Regions from separate parts of the Zea mays genome. Here region 2 is linked to region 1. The links are chromatin contacts, called in public Hi-C maps. All regions are on one chromosome and are shown on one strand. Each heading gives the region's core, a stretch centred on a gene start, on an enhancer-like site or on the middle of the called end of the contact. The rest is flanking DNA. Distances are from core to core; before and after follow the strand shown. Region 1 holds the start of LOC103649687. Region 2 holds the start of LOC100276684 (Dol-P-Man:Man(5)GlcNAc(2)-PP-Dol alpha-13-mannosyltransferase).

Evidence for each region. A called contact is a pair of places that touch in the nucleus more often than the background predicts.
Region 2: a Hi-C map of tassel shows a contact between it and region 1, with 2.8 times the contacts expected there. The contact joins the promoter of LOC100276684 here to the promoter of LOC103649687 in region 1. A contact is called at or near these places in 3 of 25 Hi-C or Micro-C datasets (ear, leaf and tassel).

The regions. Positions count from the first base shown.
Region 1 is chr3:11,627,517-11,631,344 of Zm-B73-REFERENCE-NAM-5.0, reverse strand. LOC103649687 reads left to right here and starts at 1,785. Exons shown (of 3, transcript XM_008675419.3): 1 at 1,785-2,356; 2 at 2,476-2,584. The coding sequence starts at 2,160.
Region 2 is chr3:12,249,488-12,253,526 of Zm-B73-REFERENCE-NAM-5.0, reverse strand. It overlaps LOC100276684 (Dol-P-Man:Man(5)GlcNAc(2)-PP-Dol alpha-13-mannosyltransferase), which reads right to left and starts at 1,875. Exons shown (of 13, transcript NM_001150411.2): 1 at 1,688-1,875; 2 at 1,563-1,597; 3 at 1,301-1,438; 4 at 1,116-1,184. The coding sequence starts at 1,850. LOC103649694 (phosphoenolpyruvate/phosphate translocator 3, chloroplastic) reads left to right here and starts at 2,140. Exons shown (of 9, transcript XM_008675425.4): 1 at 2,140-3,424; 2 at 3,529-3,657; 3 at 3,772-3,924. The coding sequence starts at 3,023.

The DNA of each region.
Region 1 (3,828 bases), core at 536-3,035:
CTTCGTCCCCAGTTCGATCGGTCGTCTCCAAGTTATGCACATTGAGTTCCACATAGTCATTGACCATCCTTCAACTTTACTTGTGATGTCCATAGACCATAGTCATCTCAACTTGTGTGGATCATCACATCTGTGTCCATGTGTTGAACTTCTTAGTCTTTTCACTTAGCACCTACTCAATACATAACACCCTGGTTATACCTTTAATTGTGGTGTCATCCAAAACACCAAAACCCACAAGGGAGCTTTCAACTATGCCAACCATATTGGCTTTGGTTGCCGCTTTGGCTAGCCCGTTGAAGCCATCCTAAGTAATCCATAATGGGTCACATAATGATAGTACAAATAAGCAACAGATAAAACACAAAATCTAGAATATATGTCAATTCAATGCGCATTTGTACAACAAACGTGATAAAAACATGATTTGGTACAAAATAAGTATATAATCAGACACAATTATTCACTTTGCCTTTGCTTGTCATATTATCTACTTATTCGTCTATTTTTTCGAACTGTAAGATAATGTTTGGATCAGGAATGGTAACACGGGCACGAACATAACTAGAATAGGATGGTAACGTTAATAAAGGATCGGAATACAGACTTTGTATGTTTCACTTTTGGTAACATTAATGGGCAAAGCTAGAAGCAATCTTTAGAGAGAATACATTGTCAATTCTCTGGTGTGCTAGAGATTCTAGATCACATCGATGGCTTCCCATGCATGGGCGGAGAGGCATTCAAAGGTTGTGATTGCAATCGGATTTGGGGTAGGAGAAAGGGTTGTGTGAGAGAGATTGGGATGAGCGAGCAAGTAGATAATTGTAACCTATAGGACATCGCCAGCATGGAATGGAGGCATAGAGCAACGAGCGAGCTAACCGCCGACACATTGGTGGAGTTGCTCCCGGTACTCCACCAACGAAGTTGGAGCCGTAGGGTCGAGGCCACAGGCGAAGGATGAGCCGTCGGGCGCAGGTTCGAGGGGAGACGAAGACAAATCAAGATCTGATTACACTCTGGAGAGAACGGTAATCATTAAACCATTCATGATTTATAGGGTAACACTATTCGTCACCCTAGTGGAATGATTACCCACTTGAAATAACTTAACAAACACGATTTTTGTTAAGCCATTTCAAGGTGCTATCACCTAGAGAGCATCACAGAAAATTAAGGTATTTAATATTCAAACGATCACGAATACATTTACTATCATTTTTATCTTTCTTTTTTTCTTTCTATCTTGTTGTTCATCACTTATTCCAAGGATATTTGGTGACGTTCTGGATGGATTTGTTGATTTTGAGACAACCTCTATATGCGCTCCTTCGGTGGATCTTTCTAAGACTTGTTTGGATTGGTTTTATCGGTTTGCTACGTTTCTCGATGTGTCTAAGATTGTGGTGACTATGAATGTGTGCTGTGTGTGATTCGGACCTCTTCCCATGTTAACAATGGGTTTTAACTTTTAACTAGAGTAGGCAGGCTGAAAAACGTGCACAAAATATATGTGCATGTGCGTGACATGGACTGGCTGGCTCCTCGACCGCGTGAAGTAGATGCCATCGATTAGCGGGGCAGTGGGCGTGGCTGCCTGCCCGTGATGTGTGTGTATCACACGGTGAGCATTCGAGCTGCTCCACATGGTCCGCATTCGAGCTGGCCGCATGGTGCGGCAACCGGCACTTCGCCACTGCTCCACATCGAGCTCAAGGCTGGGTATCGCTGTCGGCGCCCCCCACACGGCGTACGCTCTTTATAAGAGCCCCCGGCCGCGCGCCGCGGCAACCTCCACAACGCACAACAGCATATGCATAGCTAGCTCTAGTGCTGCATCCTCTCCGTCTCCAGCGTCATCGTCCCTTTCCTTCGTTCACCTCCAGCTAGCAGCCACACGCACCACCGTCCCGTCGCGTCTCCGGCCTAGCTCGCCAGCCACCTCCGCACGTCGTCCATCTCCCTTCATATATTCAGCAAGCAAAGACAGCTTCTGACGCGTCGTCGTCCCGGCTCGATCTGCATTGTGCGGCGGCGCGGTGAATAGTAGAATTAAACCGCCGGCGGAACAATAAGCAAACGACTAAGCAGCTACAGGCCAGGCCAACAGCACGCCCATCGAAGACGACTAGAACGTTCGTTCGTCGGAACAAGATATGGTGAGCAGCAAGGGCGTCGAGCCGGTGCAGCACGCCGCCGCCGCCGCCGCCGCCGCCGGGTCGTTGCCGCTGGCGGCGCTGAACCACATCTCCGTGGTGTGCCGGTGCCTCGAGAGCTCCCTCCGCTTCTACCGCGACGTCCTCGGCTTCGCCCCCATCCGCCGCCCGGGCTCCTTCGACTTCGACGGCGCATGGTACGGCATTCGACTGCACACAGCTATATCACTGACGATGCCTTTATTGTCAAGCTAGCTAACAATCATGTAATCATACTGCATGACCTGCATGTTCAACAACTCATTCTACTGCGCAGGCTGTTCAACTACGGCATAGGCATTCATCTCCTGCAAGCCGAGGATCCGGCGAGCATGCCCCCCAAGAAGACGGAGATCAACCCCAAGGACAACCACGTCTCCTTTCAGGTATGCAGGAGTGCTTGCCACACCACGTCTTCAAGCTAGATCCAGATCGTTTGCTGTCCTGCAATAGTGCCTACCCATCCACACCGACTAGTCGTGTATCTATATAAATACTAATCAGTTACCCTATATAAGCAAATTCAACTCCTTCTATCAACTTAAGTTTTTGAATTAAATTGATTAGTGCGTGTAACTTAATATGATATCAGAACTATAAATCTCGAGTTTAAATTCTAGTTACCACAATTAAATAAAATAATTGTTGCTCGCTGCTATATTCCACGTCAGAGACCTAAAAAAGACTCGACGTGAGAGGAAAGTGTTAGAATATAATATAAATGAATTATCCAACTCCTCCAATTAGTTTAAACTTTTAGCTTTAACTGATTAGTGTATGTAACTTAATATATATCATATGAGTAGACTTTTTTTAATAAAATACAAAAATATGTATATTGTGTTGCTTAGGTGGATGTGAATATGGAGCCACGCAGCTATCAACCAAGATCTGAAGCCCTTATTTTGTGCATAATTTTATCTTATTTTGTATAAAGTGAGAAGGGTGATAAATACACATCGACCGATTTAACCATAAAACTGATGTTTTATATAATAGAGAAATATTTAAAAGATTAGAACATTGGTAATAACGAATAATGTACCGGACAAAATTACAGTGACCTACCGAGAATTATTCCTTGCGATCGAACCTCTGATCTGAAGTATAGTAAGAGGAATTTGGGGAAAAAAATAGGTATACTCCTAAGTCGTTGACACTGGCGATTGGGGGAATCGGCCGATCGAATTAGTTAATTAGCTTTTAATCTGCATGTTCGTGCCTCCATTTTTCTGTGCTCAGCGAGATCCACGGCTGCTCCTCATCTGCAATAGAATATAGTTATATAAAATTACTAGAGAAAATTCCTTTAATCCCATCCAAACTTATACTAATCTCTTCAATATCATAAAAATTTATAGCTTTGCTTCAATGTCATTAAATTTAAATTTTAATCCTTTGAATGCTATCGTCTTTAGTTCGAAGCTAACACCATTAGTTCCATTTGAAGAAAATTCCTCCAATGCCACCAATATCAATATTGATCCCTTCAATGTCACTAGAAATTGATTCGATCTATTTGGGTTTTAAAAATTACAGAATAAAAAATATAGATCAAAGTTCAGTCCATACTTTTTGAAACTCAAAAATTACTCTGATATATTAGTTCGATCTATTTGCTTCCTAATAA
Region 2 (4,039 bases), core at 626-3,125, 620 kb before region 1:
ATAGGTATGTGGATACAAAAACAACAAAGAACAAAGAATGTAATCGAAACTTGGCCACACAGATGTTTTACAAGCTTAATTGAAGAAACTCAAGAAAGTTTGAATCGCCATAACAGCCTACCAAACTACCAATTACTGAATTATCCTTGCAGTCTTGCGGAAGTGAAGAAACGATTGTTTTAGACAAGAATAGCCAACACTACAGATATTATATCTTAGTCAAACTAAACAATGATTTGTTTCTAGATGAGTCGTCATGACATAATATCAATCAGTTTGTCAAAATTATCCTTGCTGAACTAAACAAAGGACTAAGAGCAACTCCAACAGGAGCCCTAAACACTGAAACAAATTGAAATATAAGGCTTAAACAAGAGAGGGGAGCTCCAACAGGAGCCTCATTTTAATAAAATTCATGTAAATGTTTTAGGGCTCAAGCTAAAGAGTGGCATATTTGGGACTCAAAACGTGCGGCCCAATACTGTTCGCGGTCTTTCCAACCTCCGCTGGACATTTCACGGAGACAACTTCCTCGCCGCCACCGATCCAGACCCACACGCCCGCCCCAATCTCATCGCTAGGTCACCCCATTCGTTTCTCGGCGACGAGCCGATGAAGAAGACGATCGTCCCCTCTCCATCTCGCCTTCTCTCCATCATCCTGCCTCCCCGTGGTTCGTCTCCCAGCTCCTCTCTTGATTTGCTAGGCTCTTGTCTGTTGTCTCACATCTCCCCTCCTCTTGATATGCTAGGTGCTTGATAGATCAAAGGCCGCCGTCCCCACGGTCGCAGCCGCTAGCGAGGGCTCAACAATTTTCTGGAAGCAATCGGAAAAAAGGGCGGGAATGGTGTTCAGAGTGGGAGGGAAATAGAGGGGGCTACGTACACGAACATGAGGTAGTTGCAAACGTAAGCTATTTTAGGGTCTATGATTGGAATCGATAATTGAATTTGGGCCCTAAACAAATAGAAACGGGTAGTAAATTAAATTATAAGGCTTAACTATAAGGCTCATGGTTGGAGTTGCTCTAAGGAAAAGACAGTTTTAGATGTGAATCCCTGAACTATAGCAGAACCAGAGGTTAGAAAAGAGTGATCAATTGCACAACTATATACCACTTCAGTCTTGACGTAAAGCAGAAGAGTGAGGCTCAAGTTGACAATGTACAAGACGCCAAACAAAATCTGCAGACAAACTCATCAGTCTTAAAACACTGCCAGACATCTGACCATGATGAGGTGGGAGGAAGCAACAGAAGAAACGAGTTCGTGCTGATAAACAGATTTGGCTGAGCCGTGACCTGAGCAGGGAAGACGCGGCCTCCCGTAAGGAACTTAACGGCGGAGTAGACGTAGAGGAATCCGGCCGGGTAGACCAATGGCCCTGTGTCTCCCTCGATCTTGGTGTAGTCCCTCTCCCCCTCCAGAAAAGCGTCCACCTAGCGCAGGAAGCACACACCAGCAGCCGCCAACCAAGATCACACCACCATCCCAAATTCGAAACTCTTGAACCAAAACAGCGGGGAAACGATAAAAAAAAAGGCTCCCCAATTGCGCTAGCACCTGGGACATGTAGGCGTCCCAGTCGATCTTGGTATCTGCAATCAGAAGCAACAACAGACCCGCTTAGCGGCGACGCAGAGACAAGGAGAGCTGAGCAATGAGGCTTCGCGCTCGGAGCTACAGACACGGGACGAAGGCGACGATGAGGGCGACGAGCGCGGCGTCGGCCAGCACCAGGAAGGCGGCGAAGTAGAGCGCCCTCCGGTGGTCCGTCGACCTGCCTGGCGTCTCCGTCGAAGCCGTCGCCAACGCCGTGCTACCGGAGCGTATCTTCTCCGCCCGCGCCATCCTTGGCGGCGAGCCACCACCGGGCGGCAGATCCAAGAGGCAGGAGCGAGCAACTCCACCGGCCGGCGGCGACGACCCCCCAACCCACCCACCAGTTCGTTTGTTCTCTCAACTGCCGAAGTGTGCGCCCCGGTGAGTTAGGCGGGCCGAGATGGGAGGTGGGCCTTTACCAACACGGCCCCCAGTCTGAATAATGGGCCTACCCTACCCGAAGCGTGAGAGCAATCGCGGCTCACTTGTACCAGCAAAGGACTTTGGGCTACGAGGCCTGCGATCGGACTTTCGTCGTCGTCGTCGTCTCACTCGGCGGGCGGTCGCCGTCTCCGTCGAGCGCGCGTCATCCTCCACTGCACGGCCACGACAGCGTTTCGGTCGATTCCACCCGCGCCCCGCCGCTCTCGCCTTGAATTGGCAGCCAACCACCAACGAATTCTTTATATTCCCATCCCATGGCTCACCGGGGCTTCGTCCTCTTTATCGCCGGCCCCGTTCGCGGAAAGCAAAGATCCACTATCGCGACGAAAGCGCCGCCGGACTCATTTCAGATCACAGCATGGCCGACGAGGCGGGCTGACCTGACGCTCCGAGCACACGAGAGGGCATGCCGCACGCCTGGTGGGATGCGTCCTTCTCTTCTCCCGTTAGTCCTTTTTTCTTTCAGAGAAATGAATATGATGTCCCCTGGCCTTATTCCCCATCTTGCGAATTGAATTCTCGAGCACTATGATGTGCCTGATCTTCGACCGTTTATCTCCCTCGTCCCCGCCCCCGCGTCAAGCGTGTATGTATTCCTGAGCTCACCTCACCGGTGACGCTACTTTCTGGATCGGAGGAAAAAAGGAACATGTGCCCGATCCAACAGGGTCAAGCTGCCGACGACATGGACACGAGTACACGACCAACTGCCAAGGTCGGACGAAGAAAGAAAAGCCGCCACGCAACAAGTCCAATTGTGCTTGTGCACTGCGGGCCCTGCCAACCTGCCTCGCGTCGTCTCACTGGCTCACTACTCGACGTGCTCGTATTGGTATAATCCCAGAGCCACAGGCACGAACGAGTACGGGATCCCGGGAAGATTCACGCCCGGCGCCACCTTTCCGTAGCGCCACGAGGCCACGACCACGAGTATTTTAAGCGTGGCCGGCGACCGTTCCGCGGGAAGACCGCGCAAGATGATGCAGGGCGCGGCGGCGGGGGGGACCTCTGTCTCCGGAGCCTCTTGGGCTCGGGCCACGCGCGGCCGCGCGGCCGTCCTCGCCTCGCGCCACGTCGGCGTGGGCGCCTCCTCCTCCGACTACTACTACAACCACTTCGGGCCCCGCGGCGCCACCGCCGCCCCGCTCCTCCGCGCCCGCGGGGGCGGGCGGCTCAGGCCTCTGCCGCTGCTGTCCGGCAGCGGAAAGAATGGGGAGGTCGCCAAGGCCGCGGCGGCGGCGGCATCGGTGCCGGCGGACGACGCGAGTGCCGCCGCGGTGACGACAGACGGCGGTGGCATTGCGGCCACGGCGCAGCTGGGCGCCATGATCGTCGCGTGGTACCTGCTCAACATCTACTTCAACATCTACAACAAGCAGGTCTGGCCGGCGGCCGTTCACCGCAGCATCTCAAGAGATCCTCAGATCCCCTCCACTCTTCTCCCCCCCTGATGATCAACACCAACCGTCGTCCCCCGTTGCAGGTTCTCGGCGCGCTGCCGTTGCCGCTGCCGTACACCATCACAGCCTTCCAGCTCGCGTTCGGCTCCCTGCTCATCTTCCTCATGTGGGCCACCAGGCTCCACCCGGCGCCCAGGCTCTCCGCTGCGCAGGTGAGGCCATTCTCCTGCGAGGGGAAGCTGCAATTTTTCCTCTCTCTCTCGCTTCCCCCCGCTTGGTTTGCTGGTTCGTAACCTGCCGGCGGCAACTTAACTTTGCGGCTGCAGCTGGGCAAGATCGCGCCGCTGGCCGTGGGGCACATGCTGGGCACGGTGTTCACCAACATGAGCCTGGGCAAGGTCGCCGTCTCCTTCACGCACACCATCAAGGCCTCCGAGCCCTTCTTCACCGTCGTCCTCTCCGCCCTCTTCCTCGGCGAGGTTCGCCACCCTCTCGCTCCGTCGTCGCACTCGCACCCTCCTGAAAAAGCACTCTCGCCGATTCCGCCGTGAATGGAATCGAGAAGAAACCAGAAAAGAAAAAGGTGGAGCCTAT